3 separate regions of the Mus musculus genome follow, and all the other regions are linked to region 1. A link is a contact called in public HiChIP or PLAC-seq and promoter capture Hi-C data. All regions are on one chromosome and are shown on one strand. Each heading gives the region's core, a stretch centred on a gene start, on an enhancer-like site or on the middle of the called end of the contact. The rest is flanking DNA. Distances are from core to core; before and after follow the strand shown.

Region 1 (4,190 bases), core at 249-2,748:
CGTAATAGTTGGTAGTGTTTAAATGTGGTTATAAACTTCCAAATAACTCCAGTCTCTCCCACCACAGTTCTTAAATGCCACTCTCCAGTGATGCAGCAGAAACTAGTCCCACATGGCTCCATATTCTAATAGCATTCTCAACTGTGAAATTCTCTTTATCTCTTCTGTAAAGAGAAATAAGAAACTTTATCTCTTCTGTAGAAATTGACTCTTCCCTGGACCTCAAGGAAAGTAGCGCCCAGCCATTCCGGATCCCTAACTTCTCCTTATCCATTGAAAGATATTGCCTTGATAAATCCTCACACCAGTGTCCACAGAACCAACTGGCGTTTCCATCAGAAATCTCAGACTCTGAACTCCCCCATTCTCCCTGAGATCAATGTGGAAAAACAATGGAGACACCTGAGGACTCTGAGAATTTTATGCTTCATCCAGAACATGTATCATCGCGCAAAGCAGATTTCAGAGTCCCAAGGAAGACAAGAAAATTAACGTGGTCTTGCCACTTCGTTGCTCTCATGAACCAACAAGATTCATCCCCCCACTGATCTCGGCTCTATCCACACTGAGACCAACACTTGTTCATAGTGTACAAACAAAATCAAAAGAGTCCCTGCATCCAGGACATTTGTTGCTGGTGAGTCATGTCTGCCTGTCTGGTCATAGTATTCCATTGTGGAAAAACAAAGGGTTGGTCTGTCCTCTTGTGATACGGTAAAAATCATCTACCTAAGTTGAGTTTTCTTTTTGCCTAGGATCATTTTTAAGGGTACCACCTGCCTAACCTTGACCACCTGACTCCTGCCGCCTTTGTGAATATAGATTCTTTTACCTATCTACACCTATTTCCTCAAACTGGAATACACTAAAGATGAATTGGCTTTTCCCTATAGCTCCTGAGTCAGAAGAAATATCAGTCAAGACACCTCTAGACTGTGAGACCATAAGCTCACCCTGAGCACTACCATCCCTTAGCCAGCCAGCTCGTCACTGAGCGACATCAGAGTCACCTGTCTCCGTTTGCTTTTTTTTGTCCCAGAGAAATCTAACCCAGGGATATAGCTCTGGCATACATACCACATGGGCAGAGAGAAACCGGGGGCTTTTAGACTCTCACTGATTGGCAGTCCAGACAATGTAGGGAATTCACAGATAACACTCACACAGGAGTAACCCAGCTGCTCTCACCCAGATAAACTCTAACAAGACCCAGTGGGGGAGCCAGGGGAACACAAGCTCTACTTCCTGCCAGCTGCCTCTGGTTTATTTTCACCTGTCTGCTTCAAGACAGCTTGTCTTTCCACCGAGCAGGTGTTTGAATCTCAGGTTCAAAAGAAGTTTAAAAGCGAGGACTTACCTCATTTACCTAAAGATTCTGGGTGGGAAGTCCTATGGCTCTGGTGATGAAGAAGAAGGCAGGAAGCTATCACACCAGCTCCTACCGAGATGGGGAGCCACGGCCTTATCACGTCTGAGCTCTCATCAGAGTGAAGATAAATGCATATGACAATAATTTAAAATCATTTTGTAGGATGTTAAGCAATAAGCCACCAACCGGGAATTCCCTAAGTCACTTCCCCCTCCTCTGATTGGCTGCCCGGCCCTTTAAAAAAATAAAATAAAGGATTACAAACATTGGCTCATTTGCATTTGGCCAACTCAGACGTTAGTGTTCAAACAAAACAGGTCTAACCAGGTTATGCCTGTGTCTCAAGAACAGAGGCGACCTGTTAATGGATGAGGAATTGATTTGGTCGTGACTGTACTTTTCAGCTTAGAGGCAGTTTCAGGTGAAAAGTATCTCGCTCCCCAAAAGATGCTCTGAGGAAGGGGGAATAGAAAAGCCAAGTCCAAGTCCCTGTCAAGCAAATGAAGGAAGAGGGCCTGAGGTGCTCTTAAACATCCGGCTCATTTTCTAACCCGTATTTAGTCCTCTGCTATGTCATCAAGATCTTTGCCCTGGCTGTGCAGGTACCCGGCGTGGAAGGAGCTTCTAGTTTCTAGTCCATTCTGTCTGTCTCTGGGCATCATGACCAACTCTTTGTAGTGACTCTTGACAATTTCAGAGGCTTTTCCCCAGTCCCAGGTAAGCACCTCAGAGGATCGGACAGCCCTGGAAGGGAGGGGCCACTGTGAAATGTCTTTGGGCAACAATCCTCAGCCAGACAAGGGCTGGAGGACCAGCTTGTCTTCCCTTCCCCTTGACTCTTACACGATGCATCGTACTGCTTATCAGCCCTCCCTGTAGGATCCAGAAAAGAGAAAACCAAATGCCAGTCTGAGCAAGATGTGAACTGCTGAGGGGACCTACGGATTTCACAGATCCCCACCCCCTGAGCTAAGGGTGCACAGGGAGTTTCCGATTCTTGCTTCACTGGGTCCCACATGTTTCTCCACCTGCACAGGTGAGCGACTACCCTGGCCAGGAAAAATACAATCCCCTAACCATTAACTTTCCCTTCTGGGTCTTCCTGGACACCAGCCTTCTATGAGCAAAGCATCCCCTGGCAGGTTTGTTGAACTCGGCGAGGCTCTTCTCCCTTTGTCGGAAGACAGGAAGGAGTTTGGCAAAAAGATTTTGTGATCACAACTCAGTTCCTTCTGTGGCAAAAAAAAAAAAAAAAAAAAAAAAAAAAAGTGTGTGTGTGTGTGTGTGTGTGTGTGTGTGTATGCAAAAGTTCATGGAAAAAACAAAACCCAAATGGTTGTTGTGCTGCTGACTGGGGCAGGAGCCAGCCAGCTTCAATGCTCTCTTGTACTTGTTGCTTGGTTTAAGCACCATGAATTCAGAGAAGTTCCAGGTTCAAAAGACAGAGGTGAGGCAAGGGTGGGTTTGGAGGGGTCTTTAAAGGAGGTATTGGCATCCTTAATGTTTAGGGTTTAGGGTGACTCTCTGAAGCTGCTCTTTAACCTCCAGCAAATAAACCCACCTCCCCTGCAGTTCAACCTTATCTAGCTGCCAAAGGCTCTGTTGACATGCAAATGTATGCCCTGGGCCTTATAAAAACAGTAAATGTCATCACTGCCCATTATCATATTAGCCCCAATTAGTCTATCAGCTCCAGATCTGAGAGGCCCCAGGGAACAGCCAGCTGGAGTTTTGCTGGAGAGATGAATCAAGCTACCCTAACTCCACCCACCATAGGGTGTTTGCTGCGGGGGGGGGGGGGGGGGCGGGGGGGGGGGCTCTAGGGAAGCAACCTTAGCCTTCTCCACACTTTTGCGTGACCTTCACCTGAAACAGCAGAGTCTGGTAAGGGGTATGGTGTGTATAGTCCTGAAGTACGAACATCAAATACAAATACCTAAAATTTGTGGCTCCGTAGCCCAGGCCCAGCCACTCTTAGTTATGGGCCTTTTAATATCAAGAAGAGGCAAGACTCTTTCTGCTTCCATTCCTTTTACACTAATTCTAATAAGCTAGATGGACACTCCTGAGAAGGGACAATCTGGGGCATTGGTGGAGGTGGGATGTCAACTTATAGCCACAGCCACTGTGGATGTGTATATATATATATATATATATATATATATATATATATATATATGTGTGTGTGTATATATATATATACATACACACACGTACCTCCACAGCTGTATATATTAATATACATATGAATATATATGTATACATATATTAATATATATTACCTAACCAAGTGTCTTATAATTAGTGGGTCTGTATTAAATATTGATTGTTTTCTTTACTTGGGACTAAACTTACCTTTCTAAAAGAAAAACAATAGCTAAAACAGTACTTTCCATCTTGGGGGGGGGGGCAGAGAGAGAGAGATTGAGAGATTGAGAGAGAGAGAGAGAGAGAGAGAGAGAGAGAGAGAGAGATCGATTCCTAGGCATTCATTCATGGAGAAACTCCTCCAGATGAAGTCATTTACCTGATAGTCAATTTCAAAAAGACAGTGCTGGTAGGTAGGTAGCTAGCTAGCTAGGTAGGCAGGTAGGTAGGTAGATGAAGAAGAATTGGGCAGAGTGTCATTATCACCACAGATTTCTATCATTCACTCTATGTTTCTAAGGTTCTCTGGAAGACAGATAAGAAGGAAATAGAACCAGGAACTATACTAAGGTCTCTAGAAACACAAATACTCTGAATAGAAATCTGCCAGGCATCGGACTTGTACAAAGCCTCTGAGTCAAGTCCTGAGGCAAGATGTCTCAGTAAAGTGCCT
Region 2 (4,057 bases), core at 1,051-3,550, 630 kb before region 1:
AACATTTCCATATCACTGTTCCCTTGAAACCTTCTGAAGAATGACTCAGGTCTTTTTCTAACCCTAGACTAACAGATTACATGACCTTGTTGGTGTTCCTATTTGCTTAACACATAGGTACATGGGGATGAATGTACCACAGTGGAACTGTTGATATTTTTCCCTGTAGATTCACCCCTACTTCCTTTCAAGCTCCACGCTCCCCCACTCCCCACCCCCATCTCAGCCAACAGTGCTGCCATAGTACTGAAGTCAGAAATAAAGCTTTGTCCCTGAACTTTTCTCTCCTCTCAGCTCTGATCTGCCAGCTTACCAGGTAAGCCCCTCTCTCCAAATGGTTCCTTAAGCCTTGCCCATTCTCTGCATTGCCACAGGTATGGCTTTAGCCCAGGCAGCAGCTGTTGCTTTCTTGGAGACTGCATAGCTTCCAACCTTTCAGATTTTCCCAAGCCATGCCTGCATCTTGCTTACCCATTTTCCTTCTAAGACCATTTATTTCCATTGTTCTCCTACCATCGACAGCTAGTTAGTGCCTTCTAGAGCATTCTCTGATGATCAGCTTCAATGCCACTCCCTAGAAGGGGCTTTCTGGTCTCCCTTTCTCAATTCTACCCCAGTCTTCTTATTTTCTTCCTTCGTGGCAGCAATTACAGCTTTCAAATATCTTGATTATTTATTCTCTTCTTTCTATGGCTCTCACGGGTGGTAAGAATATTTGAGGACTAGTTGATTTTTGCAAAGTCCTCTGTTAGGATTAACACGGTGCACTTAACATTCACCCATAACTGAATAGATGGTCCTATCCGTGTGAGGGAAGCCGGGGTAGATTCTTAAGAGGGTGACTACTGCGATGGGCTTCTTCCTGGGGGGCTGTTCTGATGTGCTTTGTTCAGGCCTCTCTCAGCACATCATTAGATCAGATAGTGCTAAGTGTTTTCTAGTCTGCCTGCTTACTGTCTTTCAGATCTCTCCGAGGATCGGGACTAGCTTAATTTATTTTCACTTCCTCTTATTATCTCCATCCCAGGGAATGCTGGTGTAATTGAATTGTCTACTTTGGGAAAGAAACTCAGAAGGGCGTGGAGTGGGGGAGAAGAAATAGGCTTAAGCCAGTGAAAAGGCCAGGATTGGGAAAATGTGTCTTTTTGCTCCTTAGGAGGTGATCATCTTCATATGGTGCTGGTGGTCAATGATATATCCCTGCCCAGCAGTCAATAACCAGCCTTCTTATTGCTAAGAGTTAGCAGGGTTCAAGTAGGTTACAAAGCCACCCTTTGGGCAACAGCTCATCTCCTGAAGCCAAAAATAGATTTGCCATGTTCACCTGTGTCCCTGCTCTACTGCCTGGGAAAGACTACAAATTCCTCTCTCTGCACTTCTTTCAGAACACAGTGGATTCTGGTCAGATGAACATCACTGAGCCCTCGCCTTTCCTGAGACTGTCTGTCTCCCTTCAGAACTGTGTCTTTTCTTTTTCCTTGTTCTTTGCAAAGGGAAGCAAGAAGCTGGAATGAATTAGGCATTCAGATACAAAGAAGGGCTCTGAGTCAAAGTTGGTATTTAAATTGCATCAGTGAATAAAACCTGGGGCTTGACAGTTTAACTGCTTATAAAACTGATTTAGAAGAAGAACAGTTACCAGAAGCTGCCGGTTCTGTGGCTAAATTGTTGCTTTTGATTACTACAGAGCTTCTTAGAACATTTAATCATTCCCAGTGGAGTCCCCTTACTGTGACTTCCTGCAGGTAGAGAAATGACATCTTTAAGTATGTGTGTTTGCTGCTAATCCAAAGGAGAATGCTTTACACACACACACACACACACACACACACACACACACACACACATTTCCCCTCTGACATGGACTTCTTTACTTTCCTGGTGCTTGGCTGTGTTTGGGGGTATTTGTTTCGTTCTCTTGGGATAAGAGGGTGAAAACCATTCCAGGAACCGTCGGCAGGACAAACAGCCAGCATCTGAGCCTCCTAGGGAAGTCCTTAGCTGCGGCTTCCCTCATGGCTAGTAGGGTGCACGAATACTAAAAGCCTGCCAGATTCAAATCCAAGTCTGCAGGTTCTGAAATGAAAATAAAATCAAAGTATAAATTCTACATTTTGTAGTTTCCTCTGACACAGAGGCCATTGTAAGTCCCGAGAACCAGGCATGCACCCACGTACTATCTTCCTCCTTCGGGAGACTCATCATGCATTTCTAGTCAAACCACTGTCCAGGCCATCCACCAAACCACTGTCCAGGCCATCCACCATTGTTTGACAAACAGGCCCAACCATTTCTCCCAGCAGGGGGCGCTGTGGGGCTGATGACCACAGGCCGGGCAATGGGATTTTCCTGCCACTCTAAAGCAAGAGCCAGAGGGTGAATGGCTCTTTCCCAGTCCAGCACCAGCTGACCCCTGGATTTTAAAGAAGGAAAGGCCTGATACTTTGATTTTCAAACATTCCAAGTTACCCTGAGTTGTCAAATCAGCCAGAGATCCAGAGTTCTTCGGGGACTACCTTTTGCTGGGAGGAATTTGGCAGTCTTGGTTCTTGTTACCCATTTTGGCCCTAGATCCTCTCTCTCACGTTGTGCTCCTGGATTCTCCTCAGCCAAGTGCAAGAAGGAGCCTTGATTCCAGATTCAGGTACGTGTAAAATGTTTCTGTCTGGGTTATTGACAAACTGGTTTAAGGCGAAGGGGCGATTGTATGATAGATCTGGAGTTGGCTCTAAGGCTGAACGGAAAGGTACTTGAGGAAATAAAGAGAACATTTGAAAGCTTGGAGGCGCCCCAGAATAAATAGTTCAAGAATGAAGGCACAAAAACAGATATTCTTTTCAAAATGACTAACTAGGCACCCCAGAGGGCTAACTTGTGTTTCAAGCCAGTTGGCAACAAGATTAAAGTAGGCATGGAAACCCTGTTTTAGTTAAAGGATACTCTCCCTTAGGAGTCAGCGTCCATATGTCCTCTAAAGGGCTTTCCCCTCTGCCTGTGGCTAAGCTACGGAGGCAAACCAGTGAGGGGGGTGACTTGCTCACATTCTGAAAGCAGGAAAGTCACTGTTCTGCCCCCAGATGTAGTTTTAATGTCTCACTGGAGGCATTTTAAGTGAAGGCTTGGGATCCTTTTGCTACTGGCTCACAGGGTGTTTGTTGAATGGGTAAATGAGCGAGAGCCTCCGGAGAGAAAGCTTGTTAGAGGAGTCTTTATCATAAGAACTTCAGATTTCTCCATCAAGAGCATCTCAGATTACTTGGGAACAAACAGAAAGGACCAGAGAAGGAGAGCCAGCCAGCTTCACCGGCATGTGCTGTAGTGTTTGGCTGGGCCTTTGAATAACAAGTGGCTCCCAACTTGTTATTTTGCTCTGTATCCCACAGTTCATGGCTCCATTTCAGGGAGCCTTGCAGGACCAAGCTTATACGCAGTCCCCCTCATGGTGACCGTAAACAAGCTAAAAGATGAGAAGAGACCCCGAGAACGCCTGCTGCTTAACTGTATGCTAGAGTAGTCGAAGATGAAATACTTTGCATAAAAGAGCTCCTAGGAGCCAGCATTGCACACAGTTATGAGGAAGTTTGAATCCCTACTTAAACCCAAGAAAAACTTCCTGTCTCTTCACTCATTAGCTTAAGACTTCAGGAAAATTAATGAGCCTCTTTAAGGCTGGGTGTCATTTTTAGTTTTAAGTAGGAGCAATGCCACCTACTCAGCAGGGTTTGGCATAGAAGGTATATGTGAAGGACTCTAGGCCCAGTGCCCGGGAGGTGGACATCTCCCAGTAATGGTAACTGTCATTGTTCTTGGAACCATAACTCTCTGGTTACCTGTAGCCTTCTGTGCTTAGCTTGAGCCTTTCACCAGCCTCCTGACTTTCCAGGTTACTTGGTAACATGTAGTCTGCACCCACACGTATGTTTGCTAGGTCTTTTCCATAAAGCTATTGGCGATAAGATTAGAAAGCCGGCCCAGGTGTCTTTGATGGTGTGAGTGGTGTGTTTGCACCTGCGGCTGCCAGGATAGTTTCCCCCTCCGCTGTGCTTTCTACTCCTTA
Region 3 (4,438 bases), core at 1,545-4,044, 790 kb before region 1:
TGGAGAGAGACACTGACCAATTGGTATAGCACTATGTCATTATGAGTTATTTTATTGCTTTGTTCCTTTAGCAGAATAATAGTATTAGGTTTTCCCTTAGACCCATGACCTATCTCATCTTAGGTTCTTGGCTACTTTAACAGTGTCATGTATGGGTTCCACCTCACAGAGTGGGCTTTACTCTGATAAAAATATGATTGGTCATTTCCATAACTTTCATGCTACAATTATACCAGTATGTTTTACAGACAGGCCTCTGATACAGGTCACAGGGTTTATAGCTGTGTGATATTGATGATTACCACAAATGCTGGTCAGTAGGAGTGAAGATTCTATGCAGGCCTCATCTCAACTTTCCAGTGTTCCATGACATAAGTATGTTTTGTCTTCAGCAATAGGGCCTTACTGTCAGGTAGTGGAGAGTAATAAATAGCTTTGGCAATAGCCTGTGATGCTTGGAGATTTCCATGGGGCCCCTTTGGTCAGTGATGAAAGCTGTAGCGGGTTTCTGGCACTCCAGGTTTTACTGGGTTTTTGGCACTCCAGGTTTTACTTGGTGGCATAGGTGTCTAGTTGAGTTGTCGTCCCTGTTATTTGGTGACTCCATTTAGATTCCTTTCATATACGTATATATTTTAGGCAGTCTCTACAGTAGTAGAAGCTTTTTAAAGTGACCTTTCATTATTATCTGTGCTCCTTGTAGTCCTTCTAATTCTGGCATTGCATGCTCTGCATGAGTGCGTGAAGCTGGGCGTGGGTAACCAAGGTTCCCTTCTTCCTTGCACAATGGCATCCACTCCTTTTTCTTTATTTCCAGCAGTGAGGGAGTGTGTTGTCTACAGAGCACTTAAAAACAATAATAAAACAAATGGAAATTTGTTCTGCTTTTTATCATCCCTGTACACCTGCCTGAGATGCAATGCCAGAAACAAAATATTTGAAGGATTACAGAATACACACTGTAAAATAAAAGCTCTTCAGAGCTGAAGACATTTAATTCTTGAAAGCTTTCCTCTGCCTAGGAGCAGAGCCTTACCATAGAATTTGGCTGCCATAGGTCAAATTGGGAGCAAACTGGGAGTGCCAACTCCTGTCACTGGTGATGAAAGGTCAGAGCCACACCCAAACACTTGATAGACATTGTCAAAGATCTACTGTGTCTCCCATCTGTTCTTCTATGTGCTCATCTGTCATCTCCACCCAAGTCTTGTGCTTTTCCATCAAGAGTCCTTTCTCTCAGATCTCTGGTTAAAATGGCAGATGTCAAATTCCAATCACCACCTCCTTGAGTTGCATTTCATTGTGAACTTCAGTAACCATAATTAAGCGTGCCGTTTCTCTTGCTAACCTGGTGTCATTAGCTTAATTTATGCATTCTGTTATCTTGTATTCCTCATACTGGAGAGTAAACCCAGGGCTCTATACATGCCAGGTAGCACAGCACCTACTAAGCTATATCCCCAAGTAATTTACAGGCTTCTAAGTACTGAAGCTAAGAGGATAAAGACCCCCCACCCCAAACTCCTCACATGGAGAGTTTCAGGCATTCACTGTGCTCTAAAGAGACTTCCTGGGACCTACAGCAGTCACTTGAAGCTGTAAGGAGCTTCTCAGAGAAGTCTGATGTTTAAGAATACTGGATCCAGACTAGGAAGAGCATAGCTTTCCTATGCTTCTGGAAAGATCTTTGAATCTTTCTTTCCCCTAGACAGGGTTTCTCTGTGCAGCGCTGGCTGTCCTGAAACTTGCTGGGAGTAAAGGCATGTGCCACCAGGACCTATCAAGGTCTTTGAATCTTAAAGGACACTGATTGATTAGTGATATCTACCAAACACAATAGGATGAGGGGTGGAATTAGGATGTCGGTAGGTGTTTACCAAAGCCGCATGTAGCTGTCCTCCTATAACTCTTTAAAGTATCAATAGTGTTTTTCTTCATGCTTTCTTTCTCTTCTGAGCCCTCCCTCTTGGTAATTTTTAGCAAACCATTCCTCTTGAGTCACATATCTTCTTTGAGTTCAAGAACAGATGCTGAAGAACCAAGAGTCTCTGTCAGCATCTGCCCAGTGGGCTTTGCCTCTTGGCTTATCTTGTTTTTCCATTCTTTTTCTTCAGAGTTCTGGAAAAAAGCTTGAGGGTGATTCATTTGCCCTGTGCTCCAACTTGAAAACAAAAGAATCTCTAGCATGAGCAATAAAAGAAGATTGTTGGCACGTGATGTTATTACATTCCTTTTCGTTCTCATTCACAGCCGTCCTTTTGAAGCACTTTCTAGCGCTGAATCCCCATGCTGCTTGGCATTTGGGGGAACAAGAATAGGACAGACAGAATGCCTGGTCTTTGAGAAGTCAACCAGGAGCACTAGATTTCATCAGGCAACTAGGAGTGTTAAGTGCTATGATGGGGTGCGAAGAGAGTGTAAAGAGGGAAGAGGCACAATTGTCTGCAGGGGATGATGGAGAGTTTTCTGAAGTGTTAATCCTGTCTTTGCCCCTGTGGGTTTGTTAACTTAATAAACTTATAATTACAGAGAATGTTCTATGTGCCAAGTTCTGATCCAGACATGTGTGCTGCAGGGGTGAACTAAACAAAGATCCCTGCTCTCAGGGAGTGTGCATGGTAATAGAGGGACCAGATGGGAAATACTGAGGCAGCAGGCAAGGATCACCACGTCAGATTTATTAGCTGGTAAACTGGGGTGGGGGAATGTGGTTTGGCTGGTGCTGTGATGGCTTCTCCCTTCTCTTTCTACCATCTGCAGGCAAGGTGGACACTCCTTGTTCCATCCTGCTCAGGCCAGTTAGAAAGCAGGTCCTGGGCCCTGACTCATGTGTGCTTTCCCCCTAACTTCAGTGTATGTAAACCACTCCCAATGAAGGGAAGAGTGTAGGAACTGTACTGGGTCAAGATGCAAAGAGTGGTTCTGTCTCAGAGCCAGGAGCAGGCGTGTGAGGCTCTACTTCATTTAGATCAGGAAAGAGTTCAGAGAGTTAGGTGAGGAACTGTCCTCTGGACAAAGAGAGCGAGACTGGGTTTCAGACCAAGGAGAAGTAGGCATCAAAGCATAGATTATGCATAGAAAGCCCTGGTAGTGTTAACATTTTACCTCCTTAAAGGACAAGATTACAGTTTAGTTTACAGATCTTAATTGATTTATTTATCTATTTTTAATTCTGGAGCTGGGCATCCATTTCATTCCATGGAGTAGAGTATGTGTTCTTGTAGGCTTAGATTTTTCAATCCTATTTTTAATATGGGTTCTTAAATGCTTTAACCTCCCTTCTAGCCCATCACCCACCAGAGGTAATGGAAAAGAAAGGTTATTAGGATATGGGGGAAATGGACCTGTTTAGAAATTGTTCTTTGGAGCAAATCCTATCTGCATTGTCAGGAAATCAGCAGTTCAGTTCACAGGAATCAGCAGCAGCAGCTTGATCCACTCTCAAGTACTTCATGAATGAACAGTTTAGTTCAGTAGTGTCAGAATAGCAAACATGCATCAGCACCTAGCAGAAACAGCCAAGCCTCAGCCTAATCACCATGAGTCGGCGATCAGGAGAAGTTCTCTTCTGTGCCTTTCTGTGTAGATCAGCCAAGATGCAGAACCAAGAAGAGTGGCAAAGCTAGCTATACAAGCCTCTGTCACTGTCCATTGAATCCTAATTATATTCCCTCCAAACATCATGTGTCCTCCCAGGTCTTACCTCACCATGTGTCTAGGCTCAGCAAGCGAGTCTGTCTTCGCAAAACTTCACATGCGTCTGTATCAGTTGACATCACTCTGCCAAGCAGCCTGAGCGTAAGAAAGCGGCAAGAAGCTGCCTTACTAGTTCTTTGGGGAGTTTCTCTCTGTGGAGTCACAGCAAACAGACCTCAGCTAGGCAATGTAAGGTGAACCAATACATGTGTGTTGTTAGCGAAGACTCCTTTATCGCATGTTCTTTCTTGTGTTTGCTTTAGCAAACATCCTTTCATCTGTCTGTGTCCACTTCAGGAAAACACTCCTTCACATGTATGCCCCAGCAAAACACCCTCTGATACAAGTGACTTGCCAAAGAACCCGTAAGTTTCCATTTCATGTTCCAGTGAGCTGACCAGAGGAAGCAGGTTTTATAGGGACTCTTGAAAGAGCAAAATACAGAGGATGACTGGTCATTTTGGAGTCATTTTTCTTGTGAGCTGGAGACAAGGAGATGAGAGCAGAAAGGCAGCTGGCAGGTGAATATCACATTGCCCTTTTAGCGTCAAGATTAGGGCAGAAGAAATGTCATTATCGTGCCATTTGAACTGGCTTGATTTAAGAATTCTGTTTCTCTCCCAGTCTCTTGAAGGTCAGACAGATGACTTTCAGTTTTGTGATATGGAAGTTTGGCATGAATGGTAAGGTACCATTTGACATTCCTTTTTTTTCCTTAATAAAGATTTTACTTATTTATTTA

The links. Promoter capture Hi-C pulls out the DNA fragments that hold promoters and counts their contacts. HiChIP or PLAC-seq counts read pairs in DNA pulled down with a chosen protein or histone mark.
Region 2: a contact with region 1 is called in a promoter capture Hi-C map of the C10 cell line, with 3 times the contacts expected there. The contact joins the enhancer-like site here to the promoter of Ehf in region 1. A contact is called at or near these places in 4 of 39 promoter capture datasets (the 3T3-L1 cell line, the C10 cell line and hematopoietic stem and progenitor cells), 1 of 484 Hi-C or Micro-C datasets (bone marrow-derived macrophages), 2 of 115 datasets of contacts at active chromatin or transcription factors (both in embryonic stem cells) and 3 of 9 other capture datasets (adipose tissue, liver and macrophages).
Region 3: an HNF4G HiChIP or PLAC-seq map of pancreatic cancer cells shows a contact between it and region 1. The contact joins the enhancer-like site here to the promoter of Ehf in region 1. A contact is called at or near these places in 2 of 39 promoter capture datasets (3T3-L1-derived adipocytes and hippocampal neurons), 1 of 115 datasets of contacts at active chromatin or transcription factors (pancreatic cancer cells) and 3 of 9 other capture datasets (adipose tissue, liver and macrophages).

Annotation. Positions count from the first base shown.
Region 1 is chr2:103,301,698-103,305,887 of GRCm38.p6, forward strand. It overlaps Ehf (ets homologous factor), which reads right to left and starts at 1,499. Exons shown (of 9, transcript NM_007914.3): 1 at 1,358-1,499.
Region 2 is chr2:102,673,166-102,677,222 of GRCm38.p6, forward strand. All of the region lies in intron 1 of Slc1a2 (solute carrier family 1 (glial high affinity glutamate transporter), member 2), which reads left to right. LOC115489466 (a long non-coding RNA gene) reads left to right here. Exons shown (of 2, transcript XR_003953884.1): 2 at 1-4,057. Among named protein-coding and RNA genes, the nearest start is that of Slc1a2, 17 kb to the left of the region's middle. Within about 2 kb of position 2,301, at least 16 of the 459 cell types and tissues checked have an H3K27ac peak or open chromatin away from gene starts, as enhancers often do.
Region 3 is chr2:102,505,662-102,510,099 of GRCm38.p6, forward strand. No RefSeq gene overlaps it. Among named protein-coding and RNA genes, the nearest start is that of Pamr1, 42 kb to the right of the region's middle. Within about 2 kb of position 2,795, at least 27 of the 459 cell types and tissues checked have an H3K27ac peak or open chromatin away from gene starts, as enhancers often do. A contact at or near this core is called in hippocampal neurons and pancreatic cancer cells, where this site is marked.